Regions from separate parts of the Triticum aestivum genome. Here region 2 is linked to region 1. The links are chromatin contacts, called in public Hi-C maps. All regions are on one chromosome and are shown on one strand. Each heading gives the region's core, a stretch centred on a gene start, on an enhancer-like site or on the middle of the called end of the contact. The rest is flanking DNA. Distances are from core to core; before and after follow the strand shown. Region 1 holds the start of LOC100286392 (protein JOKA2). Region 2 overlaps LOC123127580 (ribosomal RNA-processing protein 8).

Region 1 (5,474 bases), core at 1,463-3,962:
GGAAGAGATACTTGACATTGGAAAAGCTCTAGCAAACGAACTAACCGACCTTTGTGCTATGCTTAGGATTGGGTCTTGTCCATCACATCATTCTCCTAATGATGTGATCCCGTTATCAACGACATCCAATGTCCATAGCCAGGAAACCATGACTATCTGTTGATCACAACGAGCTAGTCAACTAGAGGCTTACTAGGGACATATTGTGGTCTATGTATTCACATGTGTATTACGATTTCCGGATAATACAGTTATAGCATGAATAAAAGACTATTATCATGAACAAAGAAATATAATAATAACACTTTTATTATTGCCTCTAGGGCATATTTCCAACAATTTGCACCTCCTTCATCTGTTAATGTCATTTAGTTTTGCCTCCACATGAAGAACATTATTATTGGTAATAAAATGAACATGTATGGATGAAAAACTATGTAAATAGTAGACAACTCTTTTGATAATTATTTTATGTCAAATGAGACGTGCGTTGCACGTACAAGCTTACTAGTAAACTCAGATGAAGGGAGTACGGGCCACTCGATTGAATGCTCTCCAGCCGAGTAAAGTAATACCACGTGTTCAGTCGTCATCGAACCACAGGATCGGCCGGACCAAGTATGCAAGAGGTTCTGTCGTGCGGACAAAGAAGATGGCCGTATTTTTTCTTTCAACTTGATGATGGCAGGACTAAAATATGTTAAAATCTGTAACTTTTAGGCTAGTCATAGTGGGAGTAATTTAGATTGTAACATAACATATTCCAAGACAAATTTGCTTATGTGACATGAAATTAATGAGAAGAGATGTTTATGATAATAATATGTTACTGTAAAATAACACATCCCAAAGCAAAATAAGTCTATATCTCAATTAATGAAGGCTTGTATGTTACTTCCTCCGTCACGGTTTAGAAGGCACGCTTAGAAATTCTCTGGGACCTAGTTGGTTATCTATTGGTTGTGAGATGGGGTTAAAAATAGCATTCACATTACGCATGCATATAGAAAATAGTATACGGAGTACTAATTAGCTACTAGAAATAAATGCAATGCGCCCTAAACCTTGTCTATTGTGGAAACGCACGCAAATTTAACTGTGCCTTCTAAACCGTGACGGATGGAGTATCATCCATATATTACTACCTATTATGAAGGTAATAACATAGAGCAGCAACATATACATGTTAGAGCAACTTCAATGGGGCAACCCATTTCGTTCGTGGCCATCCGTTTGAGTCGGCGCGGACAAAAAATTTGGCCTAATGCACCGACCCAAACGGACGCTCGTCCGCCTGCCGACCCATTCCTGACCCATTTTTGAGCCAGATTTGCGTCGGCATGGATACGAGACGGACGCGGGTGCGCTCGCCCTCTCCCCTCCCCGGGCCCGCTGGTCGGTGGCACATTGGTCTTTCCCCATCGAATAGCACACCCTCGCCACCTTCTTCGCCGCCGACACCGCCGTCCATTTTTTCCGATAAAAAAATATACATAGATAGTTCTAGCATAGACAGATAAAAGAAAAGATTAACTACTCGTCGTTTTCCGACTCCGACTCGTTAATGTCATCCTCTGACGTCTGAATGTAGGCGTCAACATACCGCTCGTCCTCGGAGTTTCAGGACGACGCTTCTCCTAGCTTCATGTTCAATTGAGCGGCTTACTTGCGCGAACGCTTGTCCTCCCGATAGGCGGCTCGCTCCGTCCTCCTCGCCTCCCTCTCCGTCCTCCTTTGCTTGTAGAACTGGCGCTCGTTGACGATATCCTGCGGGAAGCGTTTGCACCGCCATGGCTTCCTCGTCCATCTCGGCGATGGCGAGGCGACGCTGCCGCCTCTAGTTGCCACGACGATTCTCGTCGGTGAAAAGCCGTGGAAGAGACGCGAGATCCTGCGCCCGCTGGCTCGTCGACACGTCGGGAAAATTCATCTTCCAACGAGGCCGCCGGAGGCGCCACGCCGCTGCGTCGTATGCGTAGGCCGCCTCCTATGCGGTGTTGAAGGTGCCGAGACCGAGGCGTTTTTCGCCAAACCAGATCTCGGAGGAGAAGCCGCCGGAGCGGTGCTCGCGGACTCTGCGAAAATTCGAAGCACCCAGAACAACGCATCGACATGGTAACGCAGAGGCGGCGAGCCTAGTGAGAGGGGACGAGGCGAATGAGCGACGGACAGAGTGTGGAGGGAGCGCCTTCTTAACACGCGCTGGACGCGGCACGCCAAAACCAGCACGCTAGGCCGATTTTTCTACGCTCGCGCACTAGAGCCCCAAACCAGGCGACGACATGGCAGCTAGCATGATCTATGGCCGTCGGCCTTTTTTAAAAATTGCACGCGGATATGAAATGAATCGACGCGTTTGGCACACTGCCAACCAAATACAAAAAAAGGCAGATGGCCAACCCAAACGGATAAATGGGCCGGCCGTTTCGGTCGGCCCGTTGGAGTTGCTGGTCTAAATTACTCCCGCTGTAACCAGCCTTATCCATGTCCAGCAGCTGACGCGTGCGTCGGAAGCGTGGAGCCCACGCGACAAGACGCGACACCGGACAGGCGTTAAATGCATTCTCACCCTCTACTACTTCGCAACTCTGACAGGAAATCCAAAGGAAACCCTTGGGGCCCGCGCAGGCGGTGCGAGGCCTCGCCGCTGGCGCCTGGGCCCCGCACCCCCACGACTTAATTGCCCCAACGGTGTCCATCCTTCGCACCGAAGGAAAAGGCGTGATAAAAGAGGACTCTGGCACAAGAGCCTCGGCCGCACCCGCACATCGCCACTCTCCCACACGCCGCCACCACCGCCGCTGCGGCTTACGGCTACGCAGCTCTCGCGCCCCTCGACGCCGCCGCCGCCCTCCGAGGTTTCCGGCCGCTAACTTCGTCTCGTCTAGGATTGACCCGCTCCTCCGCACGATCGCCTACTCCTCCGCCTCCCCCCGAGGGTTTCCCCGCCGCCATGTCCGGCCTGAGCGCGCCGCCGTTCGACGGCCTCGCGTCGGGGCCCGATCCGTGGGACGTCGTCGTCAAGGTGATCCTTCTCCTGGTCTCGAGCCGTGGTTTTGTTTCGCCAGTAAGGGGATTATGTGCGAGGGACGGGAACCGCTTTTAGAAGGGTTTGTTCAAGGGGTCGGCTTCACGATTGCTGGTTGATTGGGCGTGGCTTAGGTGTGAGGTTGGGGTTTGCTCGCTGATCGGACGTATTTTACGTGTTTGGTTTTGTGGTTAATTTCTGCACCTTTCTTCTTAGTTTTTAGTTAAATAATCGATCTCTTACAATCGAATATGTGTAGAATAAAATTGATCACACAGGTTGTGCCATAAACAATATTTGAATACAATTGACGGGCACGGCCTTGCTCATGTTTGTTATTAAAATATGCACCTGACCCGGTTTTACTCCAAAATATGTTTGTCAGATCATGTTTTCTATTGAATAACTTCATGGATCAGTGCGTATTGTGCTTCTCTCTAGGATATAGGCGTAGCACAAAGTAATACTACATATTAGACATCTAACCTCAAATCTGAGCAATTAAATCCAGTTCATTGGTGGGTTAAAACTTAAAACTCATAATTTCTACTCCCTCCTTCCCTAAATATTTGTCTTTTTAGAGATTTCAAATGAACTAGCGCATACAGATGTATATAGACATATTTTAGAGTGTAGATTCACTCATTTTGCTCCGTATGTAGTCACTTGTTGAAATCTCTAGAAAGACAAATATTTAGGAACAGAGGGAGTATGTCAGTACTGGTATCAAATATTGTTTATGGCAATCTTGATTATGGGGTTAAGTGTATCATCGATGCATGTAATCACCAGTCAGCTGACCAGTCCTTTGTCCATCACATGTCATGGTAGTCTTGCCCTTCACTTTATGGCTCTTTGAATAAAGTTGTCTAGTTTGTTCTAGTTATTTTCTGATTGAGTATTCCCATGCACCAATCCTTCTGTATATTTTGTAACTTCATGACTTATTACGAGTTCAATATGGGTTGTTCTTTGATGATCTGAATTTTGTTTACATTTCATCTTCTTTCATAACGTGTAGTGAGAGATTGCTAATATTTCATCCATTAGGAGACCAATCTTATCTATGATAGTTTTCGGTCTCTTGTATAGGCTGCCGTCAGCTCGTCACATAAGCTAAATTGGTTCACATAGACTCTTATGGTTAATAATGTTTTGACTCTCGTATAGGCTATTGCCACATAAGTTAAATTGGTACATTTTCTCTCTGTACATTTGTGTAAATTGTGTTCTCGTTATGGCCCTTACCTAATTGGTAGAAGAGAAGAAATTATGATCAGTCTTTGTACATCTATAATCTAGAACCATAAGACTTGCACTATGATTGAGTAGTTTATTCTCTTACTTAATTGGTATGGAAGAGAAGAAATTATGATTAATGCAACCATTCAGTTTGAAATCAGCACCTCAGTTGTGCTCCGGTAATCACAATTCCTCTAGCATATCGTACTGCTGCGAACGTAACTGAAACTAATTATGATCTATCTTCTTATGTTACTTATCAGATGAGCATGACTGTCTGTACCATATATTACCATCACCATATGCTTTCTGAGTATTGATCCTTTCGATAATCCTTTGACTTTTGTAGTATAAGGACTAGTGAGTTCCTCAACCATTTTTTGGACCTGATCTCCTATAGTTAGCTATGCATCAAGGTCGTGTAAAAATTTGTTGTGCTTTGGATCATTATTATGTCCTCATGGTTTACGTGTCATATGATCTAATTGTGTTCTATCGTAGCGTTCTCATTTCTCCCTTCTCAATATTCCAGGTCAAATATGGTGACACACTTAAGAGGTTCAATGGTTATGTCAACGGAACGCACTTCACTTTGAATCTGTCTGCTCTCCGTTCCAAAATTGCAAGTGCTTTTAAGTTTGCCCCTGATGCTGACTTCATTCTCACTTACACTGATGAGGATGGGGATGTTGTTATGCTGGATGATGACGAGGACTTGCATGATGCAGCTATCCATCAGAAATTGAACCCTCTAAGGATTAATGTTCAGTTAAAGAATAGCCACGCTGGGGCATCTCACATTAACCGGCAGGATTCAAGCCCTAAACCTCTTGAGGCCACCACTCAGGATCCGATAGCTCAGATCAAATCTGTTATTGATGAAGCTTTAAAGCCCATATCAGAACCTTTGAGATCCACTGCAAGGGAAGATCCACTAGCTCACTTAAAATCAGCTCTTGATGAAGCTATGAAGTCTATCCATGAGCCAGTTCCTGAATCCCTTGCAAAACTGTCACGTGAAGTACTTGATGCAGCACCACCACAATTAACTGATCTGATAAAACCTTTCGTGAACTTGATCACATCAACCAACAGTAGCCAATCTGCTGGGCATGCTGAGAGTTCACCTGGCTCCTCCAGGGGTGTGCAGCAAGCACGGGTTGATCTCAAAGCTGATGGTCAGCCTAAAGTTGAGGCAAGTTTG
Region 2 (5,764 bases), core at 2,484-4,983, 420 kb before region 1:
TGATCCAAGATCACATTGAGTCCATAGGAAAAGCCAATACTATTAAAAGGGGATGAGGTGTTGCTTAATGGGTTACTTGCTCAAAATGCTTAGTGATATGCTTCAAAACCCTCAACCACTTTCTCGTATCCACATATGTCCCAAACCAAAAGTCAAACTCGGCCTCACCGAAACTTTCTATCCGGCGCCACCGAGTTCAGTTGACATAGCCACTGCCACAAAACCCTAGTCTTTTCGGTCTCACCGCTAGGGATCTCGGTCTCACCGAGATGGGATTGCAAACTCTCTGTTTCCCTTCATAACGTTTCGGTCCCACCGAGTTCGCAATGCAAACTCTCTGTTTCCCCTTCGTAACATTTCGGTCTCACCGAGATGAGCGAATCGGTCCCACCGAGTTTGCCTGGCCAACTCTCTGGTTAGCTTATTACCAAAATCGGTCTCACCAAGTTTGTGTAATTGGTCTCACTGAGATTACGTTATGCCCTAACCCTAATGAAATCGGTCTCACCGAGTTGACAAGTCGGTCCCACCAAAAATCCTAACGTTCACATTTTGAACTAAATCGGTCCAACCGAGTTTCATTATTCGGTCCCATCGAGTTTGGTGATTTGTGTGTAATGGTTAGATTTTGTGTGGAGGCTATATATACCCCTCCACCCACTCTTCATTTGTGAGGAGAGCCATCAGAACATGCCTACACTTCCATCATACATTTTCTGATAGAGAACCACCTACTCATGTGTTGAGGTCAAGATATTCCATTCCAACCATATGAATGTTGATCTCTAGCCTTCTCCAAGTTGCTTTCCACTCAAATCATCTTTCCACCAAATCCAAATTAGTGAGAGAGAGTTGAGTGTTGGGGAGACTATCATTTGAAGCACAAGAGCAAGGAGTTCATCATCAACACACCGTCTATTACTTTTTGGAGAGTGGTGTCTCCTAGATTGGTTAGGTGTCACTTGGGAGCCTCCATCAAGATTGTGGTGTTGAACCAAGAAGTTTGTACGGGCAAAGAGATCGCCTACTTCATGAAGATCTACCCTAGTGAGGCAAGTCCTTCGTGGGCGATGGCCATGGTGGGATAGACAAGGTTGCTTCTTCGTGGACCCTTCGTGGGTGGAGCCCTCCGTGGACTCGCGCAACCGTTACCCTTCGTGGGTTAAAGTCTCCATCAACATGGATGTACGATAGCACCACCTATCGGAACCACGCCAAAAATCTCCGTGTCTACATTGCGTTTGCTCCCTCCAAACTCCTCCATTTACCTTCATGTGCAATGTTTTACATTCCACTGCTATACTCGTAGACTTGCATGTGTAGGTCGATTGCTTGACTAGTGCTAAGTTGCTAAAATCTGCCAAGACTTAAAATTGGGAAAATGCTAGATTTTTATTTGGTCAAGTAGTCTAATCACTCCCCCTCTAGACATACTTTCGATCCTACGCGCCAGCCATTGTGTCGCAGGAGATGGCAGCATGGGGTAGTCACCCTACAGTTGCGGCCGACGAAGTAAGCATGGTGCGGCGTTGGTCGAGGACCAAAGAGACCAGGAACGTCTATACGCGGGACGAGCATAGTGTAGGCACTACAGATGGAGGGGTTTGGGGGTGGTCATAATAGCAGCGGCTAGGGAGTGTCTCAGTTAAAGGTGGCAGCGGTGGCTGGGAAGGGAAAAGGGGGTTCGGTGCCAGAAGGGTTGAGCGATCGGGTTGGGGAGAGGCCGGGTGGAGGGAAGAGCGGGTTGGGGTGGCGAGCGTCTAGCGGGTCGGTTGTGGGGTTTAGCAATCGGGTGGAGGGGCGATTGGATTGGGGCTGGGGATCGAGAGTAAGGGCTCTAGAGGGAGTTGGGGATCAAGAGGAGGGCTCGGGAGGGAAGGAGTTTGCAGCGGCAACAAGAGGTGCAACAGTGGCAGGAGAGAAAAGGGGTAGTGCGTGGCAGCGGCAGAGGCGCGTTAGCGCGAAGAAGATGGTGCAGCGGTGGCAAGGACCTACGGAAGTGGCACGAGGAGGATAGGGCGCGGCGGTGGCGCGAGGAGAATAGGGCACGGCGGCAGCAAAGGACCTGCGGTGGCGGCACGGGGGCGGAAGCTAGGGCTAGGATCGAAACCTATGTGATACCATGTAGTTTGGCAATGCAAAGCACGATGTATAGATCGGGTGCAATATGCATGTATATATAATACTACAAGTACCCCGACTGCTTTCCTCCTCCCCAAGAAAAGCCTCCTTCCTCCGCCTGTCGGCGCCGCCATGGATCCGCCCCGCCTCCAATGGCCTTTGGCCTGTGGAGGTGCAGAGGATCTCGGCCCCCGCCGATGGGAGGGACCCCGTTCTCGTTTTTGCTAGGTTGAACGTCTTGGTTGGGGCTATGTGGTGGCGGCGATGTCCCTCGGTAGCAATAATGTCTCCCACGTCCTATCCCCGTCCCGATGGTGCGAATAGCATTGTCGGAGGAGGCATAGAGGTGTGTCTCTGTCGGATCTCATGGGATTCGGTTGGTCCTGGTCTTCGGTGGATCTATTTGGATCCAGTTTTTGTTTGTGTGATTACAGGTTTGATCTTTCCGATCTACAACTCTTTTCATCGGTGATGGTTGCTGCTCTGGTGTGCTGGTCCTTTGGGGTCTTAGCACGACGACTTCCCGACTGTCTATTACAACAAGTTTTGCCCGGCTTCGGTGATGGAGGGGCGATGACGGCGGCGCGCCTTCGGCTCGCTCCAGTGCTTGTAGTCGTCGCTAGGTGGTCCATAGACCTGGTTGTATTTTTTATTGCCTCTTGTGTTTTCGGTATTGCCATGATTGATGAATAGATTGAAAATTTCTCTTGCAAAAAAATGCACATATATATAATGTATAAAATGGGTCGCGTCCTTCATCTATACAAGAAAACATGAGGTGAACTTGGTGTACAAGAAAACAATCTATATACGTAATATCATGTAATCAACAAAGATACACCCGTTTTGACCGAGGGAGTAGTAGATAGATATACACGAGAGATGTTCCGCTAGAAAAATCACACTGAAAAGGAGGAAGAAGGCGGAAATATGGGTAGGTGGAAATTAGCGGAAGGGTTGGAAAGCGAAAGGTCCAAACGCGGCGTTGGATCGAGTGAGACGAATTGGCCCTAAACATCGACCATTGCGGCCCCGATATGCAATTGGTGTTATTCTTGGCACCTTTCGGGGTATGGCGCCAAAGAACACTAAAAACAGAATTAGGCCGAGGCGTAGATGAAAATGATTACTGGTATTTCGGTAGGGATTGCTCCGACCTGAGGTGCGGCAGGTTTTGGCATGAAAATGAATGTACCGCAAGCGGCCAGGTCGTTTGCGGCGTCATGTAGTACACGTGGAACTTACACGCTAGCATTAGGACTCTCCCAATGTTCCACCTTGGACAGGTGCTAAGATTGTGAACTAAGCAAAAAGTCTTATGTGGCATGTTAGTTAAGATGTGAGAGAATAGTATGGTGACCCCGGAAGAAAACGGTGCTAAGTACGTGTACCTAGGTGGAAGCACATTTTGAGTCTACAACTAATTAAATACATGAAGCTTAGCACCCAAAAGCTTAGCACGTTTGTATTGGAGACTTGAGTTGTTAAGGCGTTTAATATATTTAGCACCTCATCTAAGCACCTTTACATGGAAGGAGGTCTTATAATGATCATGTTTGCTGTGGCTTAAGCCAAGTGTGTGGGCCCCACCCCCCTAAACACTGCTCATTTCGGTTCACTTCATAATTGGGGTCCGGCCTATGAGTCCAGATAGCGATGGATGGATAGATACGGCTGGTGAGTGAAGGTTGCACGAAGCAGCGTGTGTGTAAACTATGTTTAACTTAGTTGTTAGTACTACTTTCAGTATACTCTTTTCGTCTGGTTAAAAGTGTACACATATAAAAATTTTAGAATAAATTATAGAATGAAATAAAAAATACATTAGAAAGGTGCATGTCACCGTCTCTTTTTTTTAATTATTGTAAAGCCAAACATACACTTTTTACCAATACAAACATACAGTAGTATATTAGTACTACTTCCTCCATCCAAAAATACTTGTCATTAAAATAAATAAAAGAAGATGTATCTAGATGTATTTTAGTTTTATATACATCTTTTTTGTTCACTTTATTGACAAGTATTTTTGAACGGATGAAGTAGTATGTAGTACTTCCTCCATCCGAAAATATTTGTCATCAAAATGGATAGAAAGGAATGTATCTAGATGTATTTTTAATTCTGCATAGATGTCTTTTTATTCATTTTGATGAAAGTATTTTCGGACGGAGGAAATACTACTGTGTATAGAGTCTACCGTTTCTTTTTTACAGCCGTGTGACAGCACACTGCTGTGTCTCTCCCTCTCGGAAGGGGCACCTGTCAGATCTAACGCGATCCTCCATTAGCAGGGCATTAACCACTGCATGTACATAAAGTAAATCCTATACTTGGCAAGAGAATACGTACAGGAAATATTTAAGTATCTGTCTACTTGGATCTTGGAATTAGGGAGTCACCCGTGGAGTACTGCGCTATTTGTGCGTGTGTGCATTTTCTTACTCCTATATCCTGCCAATGGTATAATAATAAACAAATAAAGGTCAAAACGGGAGTATCGTTTTCATAACAATTGACAATATCGCTCGAGCATTTAAGGGCCTGTTTGGATCGGATCGCACGTGTAGAAGAAAAATACGCAACAGAAAAATATAGAAATTTTGACAGAAGTGCACGCAGAAACAGTTCTTCTCAACTGTGCAAGAGCAAAACGCATCTTAGTTGCGAAACTATACATTATTGATCACATTCACATGCCACTAGTGCTTCAGCGATGGTTTCATACAAGACAAAAACACATTTGCGTGGACTCTAACTGGAGACCACATCATATCAAGCAAGTTCAGTATGTTGTAGGAAATCCACAGACCTCCATCATCATTTACTAGAAGCTATTCCCTCCATCTCATAATATAAGAATGTTTTTGATACTAGACTAATATCAAAAACGTTCTTATATTATGAGACGGAGCTAGCGAATACTGTATAAACCGGTCGTGACAGGCTCGTGCTCGGCCACATGAGGAAAATGGAGGTGAATTATTTTTCGTTCTTTTTTCGCGGGGAGAGGCGAATTCAACCCAGGAAAAAAGGAAGCCAATTTTCCACCAGGAAGTGGCAGGCATGCAGACAAATCGGTCGCCATCCAAATCCACAAGTGGCAGCGACGGGTCACTCCAATAACCCCAATCAAAAAGGCAAGAGAAATCCAGTACTAGCGTAGATATTCTAGCTAGAAGGATGGCCTCGTTGTGAGCTGAGAAAGTACTACCTCCACAAAGAAATATAAGATCGTTTAGATCACTATAAAGTAGTGATGTGGTGATCTAAACAATCTTCCATTTCTTTAGAGAGGGGGTACCAAATATAACAAATAACACAGAAATCATGCCCTTTGTTGATCTTATCCTCCACTCGTTTACAAGGCCCAGGAAAGAAGATAAGAAGCAGATTCAGAACTGTATGATAATACACTTCTAAACTGCCTCGAGTTACAGCGCTTACTAGGTCATATCTGGTGTGGTCTGATTCTTTCAACATACAGCTGCCCAAAGGTAAAGGAAATAGGAGCAGAAAAGGATGACTACTTTAGCACAAGACATCGATTAATTTAACCACACTCTGGAAGAGGTCTGGAGCGACCATAGTGGGGGTTGAGATCATCGCCGCTTGTACAAGCAAGGTTTCAACTGGGGCCATT

Evidence for each region. Hi-C and Micro-C count contacts between places; a contact is called where the count stands out from the background.
Region 2: a contact with region 1 is called in a Hi-C map of leaf, with 7 times the contacts expected there. The contact joins the enhancer-like site here to the promoter of LOC100286392 in region 1. A contact is called at or near these places in 2 of 5 Hi-C or Micro-C datasets (both in leaf).

Annotation. Positions count from the first base shown.
Region 1 is chr6A:376,443,664-376,449,137 of IWGSC CS RefSeq v2.1, reverse strand. LOC100286392 (protein JOKA2) reads left to right here and starts at 2,712. Exons shown (of 7, transcript XM_044547325.1): 1 at 2,712-3,025; 2 at 4,803-5,474. The coding sequence starts at 2,954.
Region 2 is chr6A:376,868,165-376,873,928 of IWGSC CS RefSeq v2.1, reverse strand. LOC123127580 (ribosomal RNA-processing protein 8) reads right to left here. Exons shown (of 9, transcript XM_044547326.1): 9 at 5,439-5,764. The coding sequence ends at 5,724. Among protein-coding and RNA genes, the nearest start is that of LOC123127580, 14 kb to the right of the region's middle. Within about 2 kb of position 3,733, at least 2 of the 8 cell types and tissues checked have an H3K27ac peak or open chromatin away from gene starts, as enhancers often do. A contact at or near this core is called in leaf, where this site is marked.